Linked DNA regions of Zea mays: region 1 is linked to region 2. Evidence: chromatin contacts called from public Hi-C data. All regions are on one chromosome and are shown on one strand. Each heading gives the region's core, a stretch centred on a gene start, on an enhancer-like site or on the middle of the called end of the contact. The rest is flanking DNA. Distances are from core to core; before and after follow the strand shown.

Region 1 (4,732 bases), core at 284-2,783, 180 kb after region 2:
CCAACATGTACGTGATTTGAATTCTGACACATATATAGTTCGCATTCGGTTTGTCTTTTAAAATTGGGTGTGGCAGCGGGGCTAGCAGTTACATCCCATCAGGTACGTGGCCCAACATGACAGGCATGCACGCCATAGCCACTATGGCTTGCATGTCCTAGCGATGAGTGTGGCTACCTATGCAACCGACACTGATGGCGGCGACACGATAACACATGACCGCCAAATCAATATGCAATACATCTCACCATAAAAAATCAATGTACAACATGCATCTAACCATAAAAATTAATCTACAACATGCATCGGACAATAGAATTTTCAAATACAACTTGCATGATATGCCATGCTTTTTTGATTCAATCTAGATTAAACATATCTAACCATAAAAAATTAATCTACAGTATATATCTAACCGTAAGAATTCAATCTAGATTAAACATATCTACTAAATTAGGCAACGACTGCTATACAAGCAGTCTTTCTGTGCAAGCGTGCAAGCAAACCATCTGATCCATTAGATTACGATCCAACCACAAATACGACCATGGTTTGTTAGGGGTTTTTTTTATAAAGATTATTGAGCTGGTGGTGGAAGGGTTTAAGTGTCAAATGTGACCCACGATTAGATCACGATCTAATGGATCAGATGGTTTGCTTGCATGCTTGCACAGAATGACTGCTTGCATAGGAGTCGTTGCCACTAAATTATGGGTTTAAAGTAGATCAAGAATGATATGCCATGCTTTTTTGATTCAACGGACGAAGGAATAACCTGTCACATAGGACAATTTGATAAGGTCCGGCGACCTGCCGTCTTTGATATAGAGAGCTGATGTAGATCAGATATGCAACAATGTTGAATAGGATCATGTTAATGACTTGTTGGACCATAACATCATGGTAGATCATAAATGTGAACCTCGAATCCTATCATCAGCAACGAAGGCGCGAGAAAGATATATAGAAGACTCATTCTTCGTTCTCGTTTTGTCACGGCACAAATAAAAAAAGACAAGAGAATTATTTATACAAACTCTTGCTTTATTATCTATTATTATTATAGGAGAGTACAAGTTTGTTAACCCTCAAACATATATTTAGATCATGTTCTAAACCTCTAGAGCTAATTATTGATCAGCTAGTAAGTTGCTATCTAGTTTTAGCTAGGTTAGAGCAACTAACAACCAATAAATATTTGAGAGGTGTAGTTAATAATTACATGGTCTATTGATGGACTTATTCTAAACCTCTTAACTAATTTTAGTTGTTAACTATTAGTTGCGAGGTTTGGACCATACGATGAGGTCCGTGAGAAGCTTGGCGTGTTTGGAAAATATAAGGGGGTAAATGTGTGTCTGGAAAATATCTGGAAACACGGATGAAATGGACCGGTCGCCGTCGCCGTCGCCGGTCACGTCATTCACACCATTTGAAGTAGAAAATAACATCGGTCGCGTCACTATTCGGCGAGGAGCAATCAAGCAAGCGGATCAGGAATCTGTGGCTCCAATTGGATCTCGGACTATAGCACCACGGCCCAGTGGGTTGCCGCAAGGCGCTGCTGCTTTATCGGCATGGACGGTGGGGTGCGTGCATGTGCTGATGTGCATGCCGATTGCGAAAGGAAACCAGGAAGACGGCGGCCGGCCGCGCTGGCTGGGTCTTATCCGCGGATTCGGGGCGATAATAATGACAAATATCGTGTGGCTGGCGGGTGGGATCTGGAATCGCCCGGGATCCTGCTCCGGCCTGTGCGTGCGGTCCCCGATCAAACGGGCTGAATAAACCATCGAACGGATACTGAGTCCTGATCCAGGCCACGATGAAGGCAGACGCGACCGGACCTCTCCCTTTTGCTGGGCCGCCACATGGCCCACACCAGTGGGCTAGAGACAATAAACAGGAAACATCCGAGCGATTGAACCTCTGCATTCTGCATTGGGTAATAACACCCTAATTTTTAAATCTAAAAAAACTATTTTAATTTATATGTCTTTTAATTAATTTATAGGAAAGATATTGATTATCTTCTAGAATTAAAATATATAAAATCATATGCTCAAACTTAAGTGATGCGTTTATGCCATTGCATTTGTTTTGTGTGAATTAAGTCCCAATTTATTTGGTTATAATTTGATTTGATTTATTAATTTAGCCTTTAGAATTTAAATCTGCAAAAAAAATAGAAAGGAATTGGAACAAAGACTGAACTCGGCCCACTAGCTTTCAGCCCAATTAGCACAACGGCGCCGGCGTCCTCTCCCGGTGACACATTGGCAGTCTGGCCCTATGTGTCAGAACTCACTCATGCACGGTTCTCCCTCACAGTTGGCTGGCGAGTGGGAAACCCTTGTCATCCCCTTCCTCCCACCCATACTGCACCATGTCGGCGAGAGCAAACTCAACTCCAACACCGTTCTAGACAAATCCTGTCCTGGCACAACTCGACCGACTGAGTCCAATGCAGATACGAGTCCGACAGAGGTCTTCCCTAACCCATACGACTTCTTTCCCTTAACTATCTGCGCCCAACTCGATATCAAGTAGAACCAAGAGTTTGCCAAGTGTTGGGACTTGCTCTCCTGGGCAAGTTGATCTAACGGGGGAGTGGAAAGGATGCAAGTAAGGTTTAACTCGAGATGGCAATTGCTCTGTTAATCTAGCCTCTCAAGGGCACTGTACGGGGGTATTTATAGGTGCCCGAGCGCCCAACATCCCGATGTAAGGACGCTTATGCCCTCAGACACCTGGATTATCCCCAGAATATTCCCATAAGGGAGGGTTACAGACTGTCATTACAGAAAAGCTATTACAAATCCGGCTCGTAACACACCTGTCCATGCGGGGCCTGTTACAATGGGCCGAATCCCACGTGGGCCTCCAGGTCGGGTGAGGACGTGGGATGGAGAGACTTCGTCGTAGGCCTTCGTCTTGCAGTGAAGAGGACGAAGGGTGGGCCGTGCCGGTCATCTTGCCTCTGTCGGTGCAGCGAGTTGACGAAGGCCTGGAGCGAAGGGTAGCGTCTTCGCCTTCGCCCCAACATTTTCCCTCCGAGGGACCAGTTCGACTGAGTCATCTGGTGTCGAAGACGTCACTAGATGGTGGAGACGCTGCCCTCACTCGAAGTGGTTCCGCGGGGGGTTTTGATATGACCGTTGACGGACGCGGTACTGTTGGACTGCGAGCTTCCCGAAGCGTCGCGCTCTGTGTATAAAAGGGGGGCGGCGCGGCTCAGGCTCTCTTACCTTTCTGTGCGCCGCAAAACCCTAGCATTTTGAAACCGTTCGCCCGCTCGCCTGCCCTCCTTGCTCCTGTTCATCGGAGATCTGGCCCGCGTCAAGCAGACCGCGCGCCGCCGCCGACGGTACGTAGCCATGTCGTCTTCTTCTTCATCCGCTATGAATACGCCGTTGGGCAAATCGTCGTCTGAGGGTACCTTCAGTGATTTGGCGGCGGTGGAGCTACACCCGGGCCACATGGTGGAATTCGGCGTTTCGAGGATCTCCTCGGTTCGCGTGCAAGACATGCAGCAGTTGGGGTATTTTGGGAACGGAGTTGGACGAGTTCCGGGGGCAGAAGAGATTCCTGAGCTGGAGGGTGAGATGGTTGTGTTCGAGGCATTTTTCACTGCCGGCCTTCGGTTGCCTGCGCATCGTTTTATGGTGGAAGTGTTGCGGAGGTATGACGTGCAGATCCATCAATTGACACCTAATGCCGTGGTGGCCCTGGCGAAGTATGTCTGGGCAGTGACTTCGTATGGCGGTCAGCCCTCCGTAGAGGTCTTCGCCAAGAATTATTGTTTGCACTGGCAGAAGAGAAAAGTTGGAAGCAAGATTGCACAGTTTGGATCATGCACCTTTACGCCGAGGACTGGGAAGACTTCTGCGGAAGTTGTTGAGCTAGTTCCCTGCGCCCGCAACAAGTGGGGCAACTGGTATGATTATTGGTTTTATGTGGCGGGAGGCAAGGTCGAAGACCTCCCAGGACTTCCGGCGGCCGTGATATGCTCGCACTGCTATGTGGCGTTCCCGCTGTTTGAGGTGGCGGAGGATGATAGTGATGAAGGGGCCCTTCGTTGTGCAGCCCGCATGAGTAGCGGGCGCGATTTAGTTGAGGAATTTGTCGGTTATGGAGTGTGGCCTTTGGCGCATGGTTGGGCGTTGGGCGAAGTATGCCCTCGCCAGATGCCCTCCCTGGGCGAGCAGCTAGTGCGAAGTCCGGCCTTCGCGTTGGATCTGCGTGGCTGAGATCCAGCCGCATTCGTGTTGAAGTGGAAGACGGGGCTGTGCGGATTGTGGGGCGTTATGTGTCGAGGACTGAGGCTCTGCGGAGTTGGGATATCCGTGGATCCAACGTTCGCCTGAACAAGGTCTTCGAGTTGAATCATTTTGCCGTACGGTGGCTATCCTGGGGACGACGCTGTCGTGGCCGTCGACCGCCGCGGGAAGAAACCAGTGGCCGTGACTGAGGAAGGCCCTTCACAGGAGGTTGCCCCAGGCACTAAGAAGACGAAAATAGGTACTGCGGTGGGGGACTAGGGGTCTCTGATAGTTTTGTTGTGGAGTTGATGGGGACGTGTGCGGCCCTCGGGGGAAGGATGTCTTGGACAGAGCTCCGGGAGTCTTCGGCGTGAACGTTGAGGGTTACCGGGGGTCAATGGCCAAAGAATGTTCCGATCCCCCGCGCGGCTGGCGAAGACATGTTTACGTCTCGTATGGCTCGTGACTTG
Region 2 (4,091 bases), core at 1,153-3,652:
GGGAGAGAGAATGACAAGAGAGAACCAGAGAAGCCTCTTTGTGGGCTCTCGATTTCGCTCAATTTGTGAGGGTGCCTCTTTCATTATCTCTACTAACTATTAAGACATTAGTGTAGACTGCCCCCGCCTCCCGCCCTCCCCACTTCGCGGTCCCTACCGCCAACCCCCAGCAGCCACATGACATGGTCACTCGCGCAACCCTTGACGAGGGCTGTCTCCTGGAGCGCTATCCTGTCGAGGCAGATGGCGCACACCCCGCAATCCGCCACCACCCGATCGCCGCTGCTTGTAGCCACCGCGCCCACCGCTACCTGGCACAGGAGGAAAGGAAAACCAGACGATATGAGATCGAGCGCCGCGCCGCGCCGTGCAAGCAGATCGGGCGGATCCAGGACCGGCAGGCAGGGGAGGAGCAACCCACCTCGCCGACGGAGACGCAGGTGCAGGCGGCGATCGGAACCTCGGAGGAGGAAGAGGAGGACGCGGCGGTGGCGGTGGGGATCAGGGAGGGAGGCGAGCGGACGAGGGGTCGGTCGGTGTCGGGGAGGGAGGAGCGCGTTCTCCACCTTGGCCCTTCCCATGGCAACACCCGCCACCGCGCTGGCCCCACCAAACCCTAACCTCGTCTCCGGTGTCCCGCCGTCGCTGCTGCTACAACAGCAGCAGGAGGAAGAGGTGCTAGAGCCGGTCCTGGAGATGGCACCGACGCCCCTCACCACCTCGATCGGCCCCACCCCCTCCGATGGCGAGGAGAGCGATGACTCCTCGTCCGTCTGGTCGACGCCCTCCTCCACGCCCACACCCATCCCCGCCCCTGCCCCCTCCCCCGCGGCGCCCTCCCCTGCGGCCAAGGATAGCCTCCACATCTCGCCTTACTGATCCTGGCGTGGGGCATGAAGGTGGAGGCAACGGACGAGGCAGCACCACTGCCTTGGAGCGTGAGGGGTGCGAGGAGCAGAGGGTCTGTATCCGTGCGGTGCTTCTTAGGGGAATCCTTTCTTTCTCCTCGCAGACGGAGGCAGCGCCTCCGCCGTCCATCGCGCCGCCACCTTGGAGCGTGAGAGGTGCGAGGAGTAGAGGTTCTGCCTCTGCAGTTCTTGGTGGAATCCTTCCTTTCTCCTCAACGGAGCATCTAGGCAGCGTCCCAAGCCAATGATTTTGTACGATAGGCAGCTATCTGCCTAAGAGGCTAAGAGGATCCAATTCAAACATACTCTTAGAGATGGAGACTCGTTCATCGATTATTCAACACAAATTTATCTATTAGAGCTTATTAGAGCATCTCTAACAAGGACTATAAGATAGAGCCTTAAACATTAAAATAAACTATATTTAAAATATTTAAGACTTCAATAATAAACTTTATGTTATTAGGAAATAAATAATCTCTACTAATCTCTATCTCTATATCTTCTCTATCTCTACTAACTATTAAGGTATTAGTGTAGACTGCCCCTGCCTCCCCTCTGCGCGTGGCAACCCCCACCCCCACCCACCCGCAAACCCCGACCAAGCCGGCCTACCTCTGCGGAAGCTCCATGCGCGCAACGTCTTTCGCGATGCTCGTGCCCACCTGCTCTCCCGCTAGCACACCGCACACTTTGAGCAACCCCAAGGGCCTATGCGCCGTGTCACAGTAGCCTGGGTCCATTGTTCTTGTTTGCCCTGGTGCCCAGAAGGGGCAGGTTAGGGTGGAACACTATAAGGCAAGGAAGACCAAGTTTATCAATGCACACACTTCCCGTGTCGCGTGCTTTGCATTGTCGTAGGATGGGAGGCTCATTGCGACTGCTAGCACCAAGGGGACTCTTGTTAGAATCTACAATGCAGCTGAAGGCAATCTCCTACAGGAAGTAAGCTTTCTTTCACGCGCTCGTAGCTGTATTGTATACATGTACGTTCTGTTGGGTGATGTCGCAACTAATAAAAACTAATTTTGTCGAGTATGATGCAATCAAATGTCTTACTATTTTGTTTTGATAAGGAATTAAGGATTATATCATGACAGACTGCCAGCTTGCATGCTTGGCTTCCGAGCAAACTTTCTTTGGGCCCCAAGAAAATATAAGATCCGATCAGATATGTGTCGATGCTCATCCCAAAGTACTCCTGTTGCAACGCGTGGGCACACAACTAGTTATAGAGAAGCCAACAAATAAGCTTGTCGGTTTGGTAGAATGTTTGCATGAGATTTTAAAGGGAACCTTCTAACTATAAATAGGATGCTTCTTTAAAAAGCTATTTCTGAAAATAAGAATAAATTGGTTTTTCTAATGAGCCTCTCGAGGTGTTGATGCATGAGCCATCCAGCTTCTAGAAGCCCTCAAAAGCCGTTGCTAGCTCAGTGCTCACGCACGCACACGGGACAAGCGTCACACACTACCATAGAGACGAAGAAACTGGCTCCGCATAACCGCATCCTCTGTGGCAAGTGGATTAGTATAGGAATCGAATAGAAAAGGTCTATCCGTGCTGACGGCGAGCTTCGAGGAGGTGCCGTGAAAATTGTGGAACTGGAAACCGCGACACGCGCAGGCGCAGCAGGGCAAGAGCACGCGCCGACCGTCCGACAGAAGGACGCGTGTGATCGATTGGGCCGCGTCCGCGCCTGCTGGCCTGCAGTGGATGTGGATTGGATAAGGCTGAGACGTGTTAGCTTTCATCCTGCCGTTTGCTCGTTTTGTCTCTTTCTTTCTTTTTTCCCACTTGCTGCTGTTTTGATATTTTTTTTCTTCTCTTCCATACCTGTCTTTTTCCTTTGAAGCCAATTTGTAGTGTCAAATGGCAGACTGATCAAGTCCAGGGTTCGTAGTCATCAAAAAAGAAGTCCAGCGTCTGTCGAAGCTAGCGACATAAAAGGCAGGAAGACGTGTACATTACGCTTGTGTGGCCAGATGCAGACATGAATTAATACATATAGATAGATGACTGTTTGTATTTGATTTTTTTACAGACTTACGTGTTAGTAATTTAGGCTTTTTATATTTAATTTAATCTAAAAATAATATAGTAAAACTACGATAAATATATATGTATGTGTATAATACTATTAGAGATGATAAGTATCTTTTTTCCTGCCGAAGATCCCGGAAACAAAGACATTATCTGAAAATAATAACAACGAATGCCGAAGCTACAACCGAAGGATGACAGCTTCGGCTTAGAATGGCAACGAAGGTCAAGTATAATACCGAGCCAAAGAGGAAAATACTAGTTAATCCCTAATAATTTATGTTACGATTATGTGTACATATTAAGGTCATAAATGTATTTTACCTGGGCTACGTCCTGTGTCTATAAATAGGTGAACAGTACCCACGTACTATCCACGCTGGATTGTAATCGCTCTTGCGTCAACACCTTCGAACAAGCCGAAGGTATCAATGTAACATAAATCTTATTAATATCCATATGTTTATCATGAAATAAATATATGAATTGACATATGAATGGATAATATTTTCCATCCCTATGAATTGTTATTCTTGCGAATGATGAAGGTGCATCCTTTATGACCTTCATTTGAAGATCATTATATTCAAAAGGAGATGATGCCTCGAAGGAAGAAGGTCCCTAATCTTTAACAATTATGTTGTCTTGTTCTTGATTCACAGTATTTGAGAACAAGAGAACAATATTGGCGCGCACCTCCAGTGAACTCACTTCCACGATCACAACAATGGCTTCGCAAGGTGACTAAGTTGTGGCACCATGGGCTACGAAGCTGGTGCTCCCAATTACAGCCGACTCATGTTTTGAACCAGCCAATAAGAAGTAGAAGAAGGAAGCTGTAAAGCCCAAAATTGATAAAAAAATAAAATAAAGAAATAAATATTTTTATGATAGTGTTTCTAGAATTTTTAAAACCTTTGAGAATTTATTGGGACCCTTTTATATATAATCAATCATTGTTATTAAATTAATTAAGTAACCAATAAATAAATAAAGAAGGGTTCATCTCTTGTTGATGATGTGGTATCATGCATTTTATTGAAAACATGAATTTGATCTCAATTTATAAATGAAAATATAAAAGAGAAAATGAGAAAAGAAAGTGTAATAGTATTTTGTTACTTCTAAAAAAAGTTGGA

What was found. Hi-C and Micro-C count contacts between places; a contact is called where the count stands out from the background.
Region 1: a Hi-C map of leaf shows a contact between it and region 2, with 7 times the contacts expected there. The contact joins two enhancer-like sites. A contact is called at or near these places in 7 of 25 Hi-C or Micro-C datasets (bundle sheath, ear, leaf and 1 more).

Annotation. Positions count from the first base shown.
Region 1 is chr4:62,484,413-62,489,144 of Zm-B73-REFERENCE-NAM-5.0, forward strand. No RefSeq gene overlaps it. Among protein-coding and RNA genes, the nearest start is that of LOC103653306, 16 kb to the right of the region's middle. Within about 2 kb of position 1,534, at least 17 of the 20 cell types and tissues checked have an H3K27ac peak or open chromatin away from gene starts, as enhancers often do. A contact at or near this core is called in bundle sheath, ear, leaf and 1 more, where this site is marked.
Region 2 is chr4:62,301,474-62,305,564 of Zm-B73-REFERENCE-NAM-5.0, forward strand. No RefSeq gene overlaps it. Among protein-coding and RNA genes, the nearest start is that of LOC732827, 27 kb to the left of the region's middle. Within about 2 kb of position 2,403, at least 16 of the 20 cell types and tissues checked have an H3K27ac peak or open chromatin away from gene starts, as enhancers often do. A contact at or near this core is called in bundle sheath, ear, leaf and 1 more, where this site is marked.